Regions from separate parts of the Sus scrofa genome. Here region 1 is linked to region 2. A link is a contact called in public Hi-C data. All regions are on one chromosome and are shown on one strand. The core of a region is the stretch at or near the end of the contact, and the rest is flanking DNA. Distances in the headings are between cores, read along the strand shown.

What was found. A called contact is a pair of places that touch in the nucleus more often than the background predicts.
Region 1: a contact with region 2 is called in a Hi-C map of skeletal muscle, with 7 times the contacts expected there. The contact joins the enhancer-like site here to the promoter of MSRA in region 2. A contact is called at or near these places in 1 of 5 promoter capture datasets (skeletal muscle), 3 of 47 Hi-C or Micro-C datasets (heart right ventricle and skeletal muscle) and 1 of 2 datasets of contacts at active chromatin or transcription factors (skeletal muscle).

The regions. Positions count from the first base shown.
Region 1 is chr14:13,693,130-13,698,588 of Sscrofa11.1, reverse strand. All of the region lies in intron 7 of MSRA (mitochondrial peptide methionine sulfoxide reductase), which reads right to left. Among named protein-coding and RNA genes, the nearest start is that of PRSS55, 72 kb to the left of the region's middle. Within about 2 kb of position 2,413, at least 14 of the 83 cell types and tissues checked have an H3K27ac peak or open chromatin away from gene starts, as enhancers often do. A contact at or near this core is called in skeletal muscle, where this site is marked.
Region 2 is chr14:13,332,898-13,338,137 of Sscrofa11.1, reverse strand. MSRA (mitochondrial peptide methionine sulfoxide reductase) reads right to left here and starts at 3,020. Exons shown (of 8, transcript XM_021072631.1): 1 at 2,282-3,020. The coding sequence starts at 2,417. It overlaps LOC106505903 (a long non-coding RNA gene), which reads left to right and starts at 1,103. Exons shown (of 3, transcript XR_002338415.1): 1 at 1,103-2,018.

The sequences.
Region 1 (5,459 bases), core at 1,164-3,663, 360 kb before region 2:
AATGTCTAGTTTATTTCACTCAGCATAATGTTTTCAAGGTTCATCCATATTGTAGCACGTGTTAGAATTTCACTCCTTTTTAAGGCAAAGTAATATTCCATTGTGTGTGAGAATGTGTGTGTATCATATTTTGTTTATTGATCTATTGATGGAAACGAGTTGTTTCCACTTTTTGGTTGTTTATGAATAATGCTGCTATGAACCTGTGTGCTCAAACATCTGTCTGAGTCACTGCTTTCATTCTTTTGGGCATATATTTAGGAGTGGAATTTCTGGATCATATGGTACATTTAACATAGTGTTGGGGGTATAGTGGTGAGCATAGCTGCCTTCCATGTGGTACATTTAACTTTTTGAGGAACTACCAAACTGTTTTCTGAAGTGGCTGCACCATTTTGCATTTCTAGCAGCAATGAATGAGGGTTCCAATTTCTCCACACCTTCATCAATAAATGCTATTTTCTGATTTTTTGATAATATTCATCCTGATGGGTGTGAAGTGGTTTCTGGCTTTGGTTTTCATGTGCATTTCCCTAATGGCTAATGAAGTTGAACATTCTTTCATATGCTTATTGGCCATTTGTATATCTTCTTGGGAGAAATGTCTATCCAAGTTCTTTGCCCATTTTTTAATTGAGTTGTTTTATTGTTGTAGAAATTGAAAATATATATATTTGGATATTAATCCCTTACAAGATATACAATGCAGATAGGCTTTCCCATTCTGTAGGCTGTCTTTTCACTTTCTTGCTTGTGTTTTTTGGTGAACAAAAGTTTTAAATTTTGATGAATTCCAATTTATTTATTTTTCTTTTGTTGCCTGTGCTTTTGTTGCTATAGCCAAGAAATCATTACCAAATCCAATGCAGATCTGCATTAAATCACTGCAGATTCAATGAAGATTTTCCTCTCTGTTTTCTTCTAAGAGTTTTATAGTTTTAGCTCTGAAAGTCAGGCCTTTGATTCATTTTGAGTTAATTTTTATGTACAGTGAAAGGGAACATCATCCTTTTGTCCTTGCATTCAGTCAAAACCCAGTTTTCCCAGCCCCATTTGCTGAAAAGAATGTCCTTTCCCCATTGAATGGTCTTGACACTCTTGTCAAAAATCAATTGACCATGTATGTGAGGGTTCAGCCCTCCTCTTTAATACTGTCCCTTCCCATTTTCTTTCTGCCACCACATGTGTAACGTGGCTCCCCTGAAAGGTTGACAACCGCCCATCCCCTCCGTTTTCCAACCAGATCATTAATGCCTCTGGCGACAGCCCCCAAAGCAGGTGCACCACTGAGTCAGCACAGACCAACATAATTCCCTCTGTTCTCCCACATCTGTTCCCACTCCGTTTTTCCTGTCTCAGGTCCAGTGCCAGCCTCACAGGGAAAATTGTAATGTTAGCTCTCTCCAGCCTTCATTCACTCATTGTTTATAACCCACCACCCCCAGACTGGATAGGTAGTAAGTCCTCTTAATCTTATTTCTGATTTTTTCCCCCTTAAATCTATCTCTTCCATTCTTTCCACCACTGTCTTACTCCAGGCTCTCTTTCTTTTTTCTCCTGTAACCCATCTCCCGATCCCCACTTCCACCCAGGTCCAGCCTAGCCCCCACACTTCCTCCAGGGTGATCAAGTAACAACCTGGCTGACTTGGTCTCTGCTGCTTAGGGGTTCCTCAAAGATGCCCCATTTCTGGAAAGGCAGCACAGCACTCCTCCACCCTAACACACCCTCACACACACACACACACACACACACACACACACACACACACACCCACCCGCATCAGATGCACTGGAAATGCTGTTGGTCCCTAAATATCCTGTTCTAATCCTCATGCTTTTGATTGTTCCTTTCCTCCTGTCACAAGAGTCCTTGCTCCCTTTGTCCACTTTATTGTTCCAAAGCATCTCAAATATCGCCTCCTTTGTGAGAAGTTCCCCCGAGACCAAGTGAGGCAGAACTTCATTCATGTGTGTTGCACGTCCCTTGTGGTTTTTTAGCTACAACAATGTGGGGAATAATCCACGCTCCTTCCACCACCATCGCCAACTCCACAACAATTTACTGCAGGCTTGTCCTGTTCCAACACTGCAGGGTCACCTGTAGACCACTTCGCTTGGTAATGCCATCCTCGTTTGCCCTCCTGTCCATTTCTCCCCGGGACAGTGAGGGACTGTCCTCTGTTCACCTTTGCAGCTGGCACCCAGCAGGTGCTAACACTTATCGGCTAAATAAAGGCATGACTTCAAGTGCCTGCTTTAAAGTTCCGCAGCCCTTGGAAAATTCCACCGCTTGGGCAGCTGCTCACGTCCTCTGTGCAAATAGGCAGTTTATCAATCCCAGGGTTGGCAGCAGATCTGCTGAGCCGAACCCAGTCCTCGGGCCTTCTCCCAGAGCCGTCCCTCCACGCGGCTGAAGCCACATCCGGCTCTCTCGACAGGGGCTTCTGCCAGGGAACGGGGACAGGCTCCAGGCAGCCCCACCATTTCCAACGCTATTTGAAAAGCAAATTCAGAAGCAATGGTGGTATTTTCCCCCTTAAGAACAAGATGACTCCTTTGATATAATAAGGTTAAAAAAGAAAGGAAAAACCTCATCCTGCTTTTCCTTTCAGCTGAATTGGAGAAAAAAAAAAAAAATCCCTAAATCTCCCAGTTCCAGCTGGCAGACCGCTGGACGCTCGGCTTCCGAGAAGAAGGGGAGCGGAAAGATCAGCCCTCAGCAGCTGAGAACTTATTTTTGGCTGAACAGCTGGTGGAGGACTTGCTGGCAGCAGGCAACGTCTCCCTGCACCATGCGCAGAGGCACCAGCGCCTTCCCGGCAAAACCCTGTCTGGGCCCGGGCACCTGGCTCGCTCCTTCACTGTCAAGTTGGACCCTCTCAGGGAGGAGGCAACCCCGGTGACCAAGGGACCCTTCTGGGAGAAAAGGGGGCTCGGCCCCCAACAAGAAGGCTCAGGAGGAACTTCACTGCTGGCCTCAAAGGAAGCCCTCTTTTGGAAAAGGGAGAATACCAGCTCTGTCCTGCTCTAAATCTGAGACCAGCACCAGCAGGTGGGATCCCAGAAAGGCTGGATGTAGCCACTTCGTCACCAAGAAAACCAACCCTCAGACAGAGGTCTCTGCTGGTGGAATGGAGGCCCCAGAACCATTCGAATAGAGGCTGGCCATTTGCCAGACATTTTATAAGAGGGGTCTCTGGACGGAATGAAAGGAATTTAGCTTCCTAAAGCTAGGAAGGCCAGTGGAGTCCCGTTAGGAGTTGAGGACAATTATCACCATGGACAGGCAACTGGACAGGGGATCCCAACATTTTAATAGACTCCACAGTGGATTTCTACACAAAATTACAAATTTGTTGATTTTCTCTGATTAAATCCCCAGAGTAATAGCCAATCATCTTTCCTTTATGCTGCATCCACACTACTTTTTGTAACATGAATGTTACAGCCTGAGTTCAAGGCTTCCCACATCAACGAGAGAGAACAGAGGAGTTCTGTGCACTTCTCTTCACCAAGCTGCCATAGGGGCTCACTTCTTTACCTCTGCTTTTGTCATTTTTTGGTAACTTAGAACAACAGGAATAAAAAGTCCTAAAGAGGAGTTCCTGTCGTGGCGCAGTGGAAATGAATCCAACTAGGAACCATGAGGTTGCGGGTTTGATCCCTGGCCTCACTCAGTGGGTTAAGGATCCAGTGTTGCTGTGAGCTGTAGTGTAGGTTGCAGACACGGCTCAGATCCCGAGTTGCTGTAGCTGTGGTGTAGGCTAGCGGATACAGCTCCGATTAGACCCCTAGCCTGGGAACCTCCATATGCCGTGAGTGCAGCCCTAAAAGGACAAAAGACAAAAAAGGAAAGTCCTAAAGACTATTATGAGAAAACAAAATGCTCTTCAAAGAAAGCTTTGGTATTTATATTTCAATCCAGCTATCAAGTATTTCAAAAACATCTTTGTGTTCAAGGTTGAATAACGGAAATCTAAAGCAAGAGAACATGAAGTCGGTAGAAGAAAAAAATAATTTTCACTAGCAGAGAGGTCTCCAATTCAAACTCAGAGTTCACCTGTTATGTGCCTGGCCCTATCTGAGTTACCGTCATGGATGGAGACATGGGAACAATGGGGCCCTGCCCTCCAGGCACATGGCACACACACTCCATGGGGGCTCACCCCAGGGCTCCCCCAACCTGGGCTGTTCTCACCTCTGCCCACACCCCACACCCAGCCCCAGGGACTCTCTGCAGGTCAAAGGTTTGTCCTCTGGCTCCTTTACATTTGTTAACTCCCACAAAGTACCAGCGTCACTGTTAAGGCCTTGGAGGAGTAGGACTCAAAGGGAAGTAGCTTCTAAAAATGTATCCATTTGCAACAACAACAACAAAAAAATGGAGTTCCCATCGTGGCTCAGTGGCAAAGAATCCGACTAGGAACCGTGAGGTTACAGGTTCGATCCCCGGCCTTGCTCAGTGGCTCAAGGATCCGGCATTGCCATGAGCGGTGGTATAGGTTGCAGATGCGGCTTGGATCCGGTGTTGCTGTGGCTGTGGTGTAGGCCAATGGCTACATCTCTGATTAGACCCCTAGCCTGAGAACCTCCATATGCTGTGGGTTCATCCCTAAAAAAAAGACAAAAAGACAAAAAAAAAAAAAAAAAAAAAAAACTGTGTTCATTTGTTTGTTTATACTTTATTCCCCAGGCAGTAGAGGTGGCTGAGAAAAATAAAACAGGACCAGAGAAAACAGACATTCTAAGGGATGGTCAAGCCAGGAGACAAGGGTAGAACATTCACATGCATGTCCCAGTGTCCTATGTAGTTGGGAAAGTGGGACCACAAATTTGACTCCATGGATTAACAGGACACAGTCTCCAAGTGCTGGGAATGGAGGGCAACCCTTATACCAATTTTAGAAGCACAAAAGCATAGAAGCTGACACACAGCAGATGCTCGAAGCCTTCACTGGATGCCCACTGGGCGCATCAGAACACAAGGTCAGGTCTCAGAGCACACCCAGCTGAATAACCGCGAGGGTAAGGGAAGGCTTTGCCCAAGAAGTCTTCCCTGTTGGGCTACTTCGATGGGGATACTGCCCAAAGCTGCCAAGCCAGGCATCACTGCTGCCAGGGCACTAGAACAGAAGCGGTACTATAAAGAAAAAAGGCCACACAATTCCTCAAGCAATGGTGACCCCACTAAACAGGGAATGCTGGCATCATAGGTGCTGAAACCTCAGGTTCAGAGCCAGACCTCAGACTCACAATTCCCTTGGCTTGGGGAGTTTCATTCACTTCACAACCTGGAGCTTCTACCTGGGGGTACTGGTCCGGAAACATTTCTTTTTTTTGTCTTTTGTCTTTTTGTTGTTGTTGTTGTTGTTGCTATTTCTTGGGCCGCTCCCGCGGCATATGGAGGTTCCCAGGCTAGGGGTCTAATCGGAGCTGTAGCCGCCGGCCTACGCCAGA
Region 2 (5,240 bases), core at 1,771-4,270:
AAGAAAGAAGTAACACTGCCCATTTCTGGGGCCAGTCAGAACCTTCGAATCTTGTCAAGGCAGCAGTACAGGGGTGGAAAGAGAAAAGCCACAATCTAAAATTTCCTTATTTGAGGAAGTGGGAAAGTTACAACAGCTAAACAAAAAAGACATGCGCACTGAAGGACTAGTCCTACACCAAAAAAAAAGAAAAAGAAAAAAGGCAGTTTACTACTCCAGATACAGCAGGGCATGCGAGGCTATATGAAAAGGCAAAAGAGCCTAGAAGAGAATCAGGTCCTAAGGTTTTGCAGTGAGAGTCATTAGGTGGATATAAAAAGAAAATTTGTTGGCTCTTTTCTGTCATACTGGTTGATCTTTCACCAAGTGTCATTTCTACACTGGGGGATTAGCTGACTGGGAAGACTTTGGTTAAGATAAAGCAGAATTAAATTCTGGTCAATCTTGATCTTGAACCGGTTGGAAAAATCTAATCAGGAGATTCTGATTTGTTTGTTTGCTTTTAAATGTCTGGGAGGACATACCAAAGACACTATAATGTGCAAAGAGGAAATTTTGTACAAATTAGGGAAGTTCAGCATTGAAAAAGCATTGCCTTTAAACATCAATTTATGAATCCAGGTTTGTAAAGAGCATTCTCTTTCAAGATCAGTAAAGTTTAGATAGTGGCGTTATACAGTTTAGATACAGATATTTATACAGATATATTTATTAATCAGTGGTTAACGAATCCAAGTAGGAACCTAATCTGGATTTTTTTTTTTTTTTTTTTGGAAACTCACTCTGAATTTGAGTCAAAAATAAAATAAGCTTTTTAAAGTTGTGGATGAGTTGGAGGTCAAGTGATAGGGGACACAGGAACTGCTGATGTAGGTGAATGAGAAACATGACACACAATGTCAGTTTTCAAACTGTCTCAAATCCAAAAACCTCTTCCTTTTCCATTCTCACACTGAGTATTATCTATGATATGCAGACCCTCACAACAACCTCCTCCTACACACATACACTCAACAATTCTTTAAGGAAAAGAAAAATGGAAGAATTCATAGGAAATTTTTAACTTCAGAATTTATCTTGGCATTGAGACATCTGTAAAAGATTAATCACCACTACATCTTCCAACCACTCTAAAGCAGTGGTTTACTAACTACCCAGGGCATTAGTACAACAAGAAAGGTTTATTTAAAACATATTGTTGGGGCGTTCTCTTGTGGCTCAGCAGGTTAAGGATCCGTCATTGTTGCTGTGGCTCAAGTCAAAGGTGTGGCATGGGTTCAGTCCCTGGCCTCAAAAATTCTGGGCCAAAATAGAAAAATAATAATAATGAGTAAAACTTATTGTTGGGACCACACTTTGTGAAAACCACTGCACCATGACAATCCTACACAAAGTATGGTCCTCAGGTTGGTGGACACATGCTGTCTGTGACCTTCTACAGGGCTGAGCCAGAAACTTAGTTCTGTTAAACTTTTACAGTAGTTGAACATTACTGGGCATATAAACATGTGATCGTTTTTCTAACATTTCATTTTTATTATAGTTTATATATTATAATTTCTATATTTTCCAAAAGTATTGGGATGACATTTGGAAAATTATTTGGAAGTTTGGGAAGCACAGCTCTTCTGCATGACTGACACACACACAGAGGCACACAGCTCTTCTGCATGACTCTCACACACACACACACACAAACACACACACACACACACACACACACGCAGACCCCGGAGCACAGGGCCAAGGGCAGCTCCTGCCCACTGGGGGAAACAGGGCAGTCCTGGAGGATAATGGCAACCTGAGGGTGTTTCCTGCAACCCGAACACTAGAGTGAGATACAATTTCAAAACTGCAGTTTTCATCGTTCCATTGCTTCCAGGGACAACACAACACCGCATCACTGGTGTAAGTGGCCCTCATTCCAGCGGCTGATGCAAAAAAGAAAAGAGACTCACACCGGTGAGAAACGGCAGAAATCGGGTCAGCACTTTCCCCGCCCAAAGTCTGCGGCCTAGGTGAGTTATACCAACAAACTGGATTCCGTCAGTGGTCTGTGCTCTTTTAGGTGGAGGTGACAAACTAAACAAAGAGGATCGACCCCGCGCCCCTCCCCGGCCGGCGCCCTTCGCGCCTGCGCAGACCCACACCCCCACACCCCTCCACACACCCCCCTCTGCTGACCTTCCAGAGGCCGGCCCAGGACTCCCTTACGGCGGGCCTGGTGCGCGTGCGCGGCGGCGGCGACGACTGCGCCCTCGGTGCTTGCCCGCTTCCTTACCCTCTACGGCCATCGGCTCCTTCCGGCCTGGCAAGGCCTCCTGGGGGCGGACAATCCGGGAAGCGGAGTCACCCATTCTCCGGATAGGAAAGACACTGTGGAAGAGCTGGTTGGCCCTCCTGATGGCCAAGAACATGGGCGGGCGGATGACCGAGGGGCTCCCGGGCGGGTTGGCGCGGTCAGGTCCCTAGGCGCCGCTGCGGAGTCTGGCTGCTGGCGCAGGACGTGCGGCGGGAGGGCTCAGGTCAGCGGGGAACCAGCGCCGCGGGTCAGGCAGCTGCCGGTCAATCACGGTTGCAGTCTCAACCGCGGGCTGGGCGTGCCAGGACAGGGGACGTTTTATCGCCCTGAGCGGCCGCCCGGGGCTGAGAGACACGAGCAAGTTTTCGTTAACTCCTCTCAGTACAAAGTTCCTGAGCAGAGCACAGAAGTTGCAATTGCGGCACAAAGTACGTGAGGCGGCAAGGGCCAAAAAAATAGTGCCGGCTTTTGACTTTAAAGTTCAGCCCGGTTTCACAACCTCCCTAGCAATTGCTCACGAAGTCCGGTAACATGTACCACGACCTCCCTTATGAGCTAGAATGTATGTCTGTTTCCATGGGAACCATTATGATAATAAATTCTCAAAAAGATGAGTATTTATCCAAAATGAAAATTAAGCACAATTTTCAAAAAGCTCAGAGTACGGAAGATAATTAAATATAATATTATATATGTATATATATGCACATATAAATAATACACTGATAAACCCATTCTGGGGGTGAGGGGAATAGAGGAGCAAGGCACTGATACCCCATTAACGTAGTTTAGGTGAACTTTTTGATGCTGTCGGATCATTTTTGGTTCTCAAATCGTAGGAGATAACATTTGTCCCTGTGACAAATTTTCAACCCCAAAAAATAAGGTGGGTGGTGGCAGATGGGTGACTTGAGAGTTCCATATGTGAAATTTTGGTTTTACACGAATGTTCTGCCAAAATGGGCGGATAGTCTCATGAAGGAAGGAACTTCAGATTAGCACCCACAGAAATGAGAAGGCTTGGACCCAGCCTCCCCCGTGGATTCAGTTACTGCTCTGTTTTCATGTGGTATGGACTGTTAACCTGAAGAGGACGGGAGGATTAGCCCTACTATATCTAGAATATGGCAGATGTGTAACATTAAAATTGGGAGTTCCCGTTGTGGTTCAGCGGGTTACAAGCCTGGTTAGTATCCAAGAAGATGCGGCTTAAAGATCCGGCCTTGCCGTGAGCTATGGCGCCTAGGTCGCAGACACAGCTGGGATCTGGCGTTCCTGTGGCTGTGGCAAAAGCCAGTACTTCTATATGCTGCAGGCACGGCCTTAAAAAGCGAAAAAGAAAAGAAAATGTAAAGTGTTTGTTTTGTAATGTAGATTCTAGCTGGGCAGCGTGCCTCAGTTTTTATTTCTGCTTTGGTTTTGCTCTGAGATTATACGAAGAAGGTTCCACAGGCCTTTCCTGAAAGCACTACCTTGTATGTAGGGGGTGTCCCTTCTAGATGATAAGATCATTCTTCTATCAAAGGAAGTTTTTTTTTTTTTCCTTTTCTTTTTTCTTTTTCATTTCTGTCTTTTAATACATACTTACTTGCCTTTTCTATTCTGTGGTTCATTTATGAAATTAAGAACTAAAGAATTTTTTGGAGTCCTTGTATGGCACGGAGGATTAAGGGTCTGCCATTGTCAATGCAGTGGCTGGGGTCACTGCTGTGGTGCAGATTCAATCCCTGGTCACCCAGGCAGCCAAAAATAAAAAAGAACTGAAGAATTTTTCATGTCAAGGAGAGATATTTATATAATGTTAAGTGAGAAAGCACACAAAGCTACAGTGTGTGTGTGTAGTATGCACAATACATATAAAATGCATACACCTCCCCTTGCACACCCACGGAGAAAAGGCTGGAAAAAATTGAAACAGTGTTGGCAGTTTTGCTGTTTTCAGGTTCATGGTTGACTGGTTTTCACTTTCTTTAAACTTCTGATTTAAAATGTTATACATTGCTACAGTGTTCTCAAGTGTTCCAATGGCTGTGTTACTTTTATTATTATTTAAAAAATAAACATTTTAGAAGAAAAAAAAACTTTTTTTTTCATAAAACAGGTGTTTCTTATCTCCTTTACCAGAATAGTTGAGAGAAAAGTTACACTGAGGTTGGTTGGTTGGTTGGTTGATTTGTTGAGGAAAGAATTAATATTCCTGTTTCAATGATGCCATTTTCACCACGAGAGTTTCCTTTTCTTTGGACTCCTAATCCCTTCTGAGCTCCTCCACACTGAGAGAGTCTTTTTTTTTTTTTTTTGTCCATATTCCCCACTGGGCACACACTGCTTTGATGTGTTATTTTTGTGATTATGCTCTGCTTTTCCAACAAATTCTAACAATGTATGCTCTTTAGGATGCAGTCTAAGCATCCTCTTTGATATAACAAAGACCCAAAATACAGCAGTTTAGACAAAATAGAAGTTTATTTCTTCTTATGTAACAATCTAGAAATAGGTAGTTCAGCTCAGAGTAGGACCTTTCTTCTGTAACAGCTCACACTGAATTGGCTCAAATTAAGTGTTCAGTGATTATGTATTTGGTTTAATTGGGTCAAAACCTTGACTTAGAATAGCAAAAGTTTCTTTTCCATGTGTTCAAGAATGGCTTTGCCAGAGTTTCCTTATGGCTCAGCAGGTTAAGGACCTGGCATTGTCACTGCTGTGGTCACCGTCATTGCTGTGGTGCAGGTTCAGTCCCTGGCCTGGGAACTTCCACATGCCCCAGGTTAGGGGTGCGGGGAAGAATGGCTCTACCTTGCCCCTTGGAGGAAAGAATACTTAATGCTCTATTCCAAAAGTAGCTTTTGTTGGAATACAGATTAGGTTGCTGTATCCCAAAGATACTGCATGTGAAACGAGATAGTTTGGGGGGTTTTTTCCTCTCATATGCTAAGAG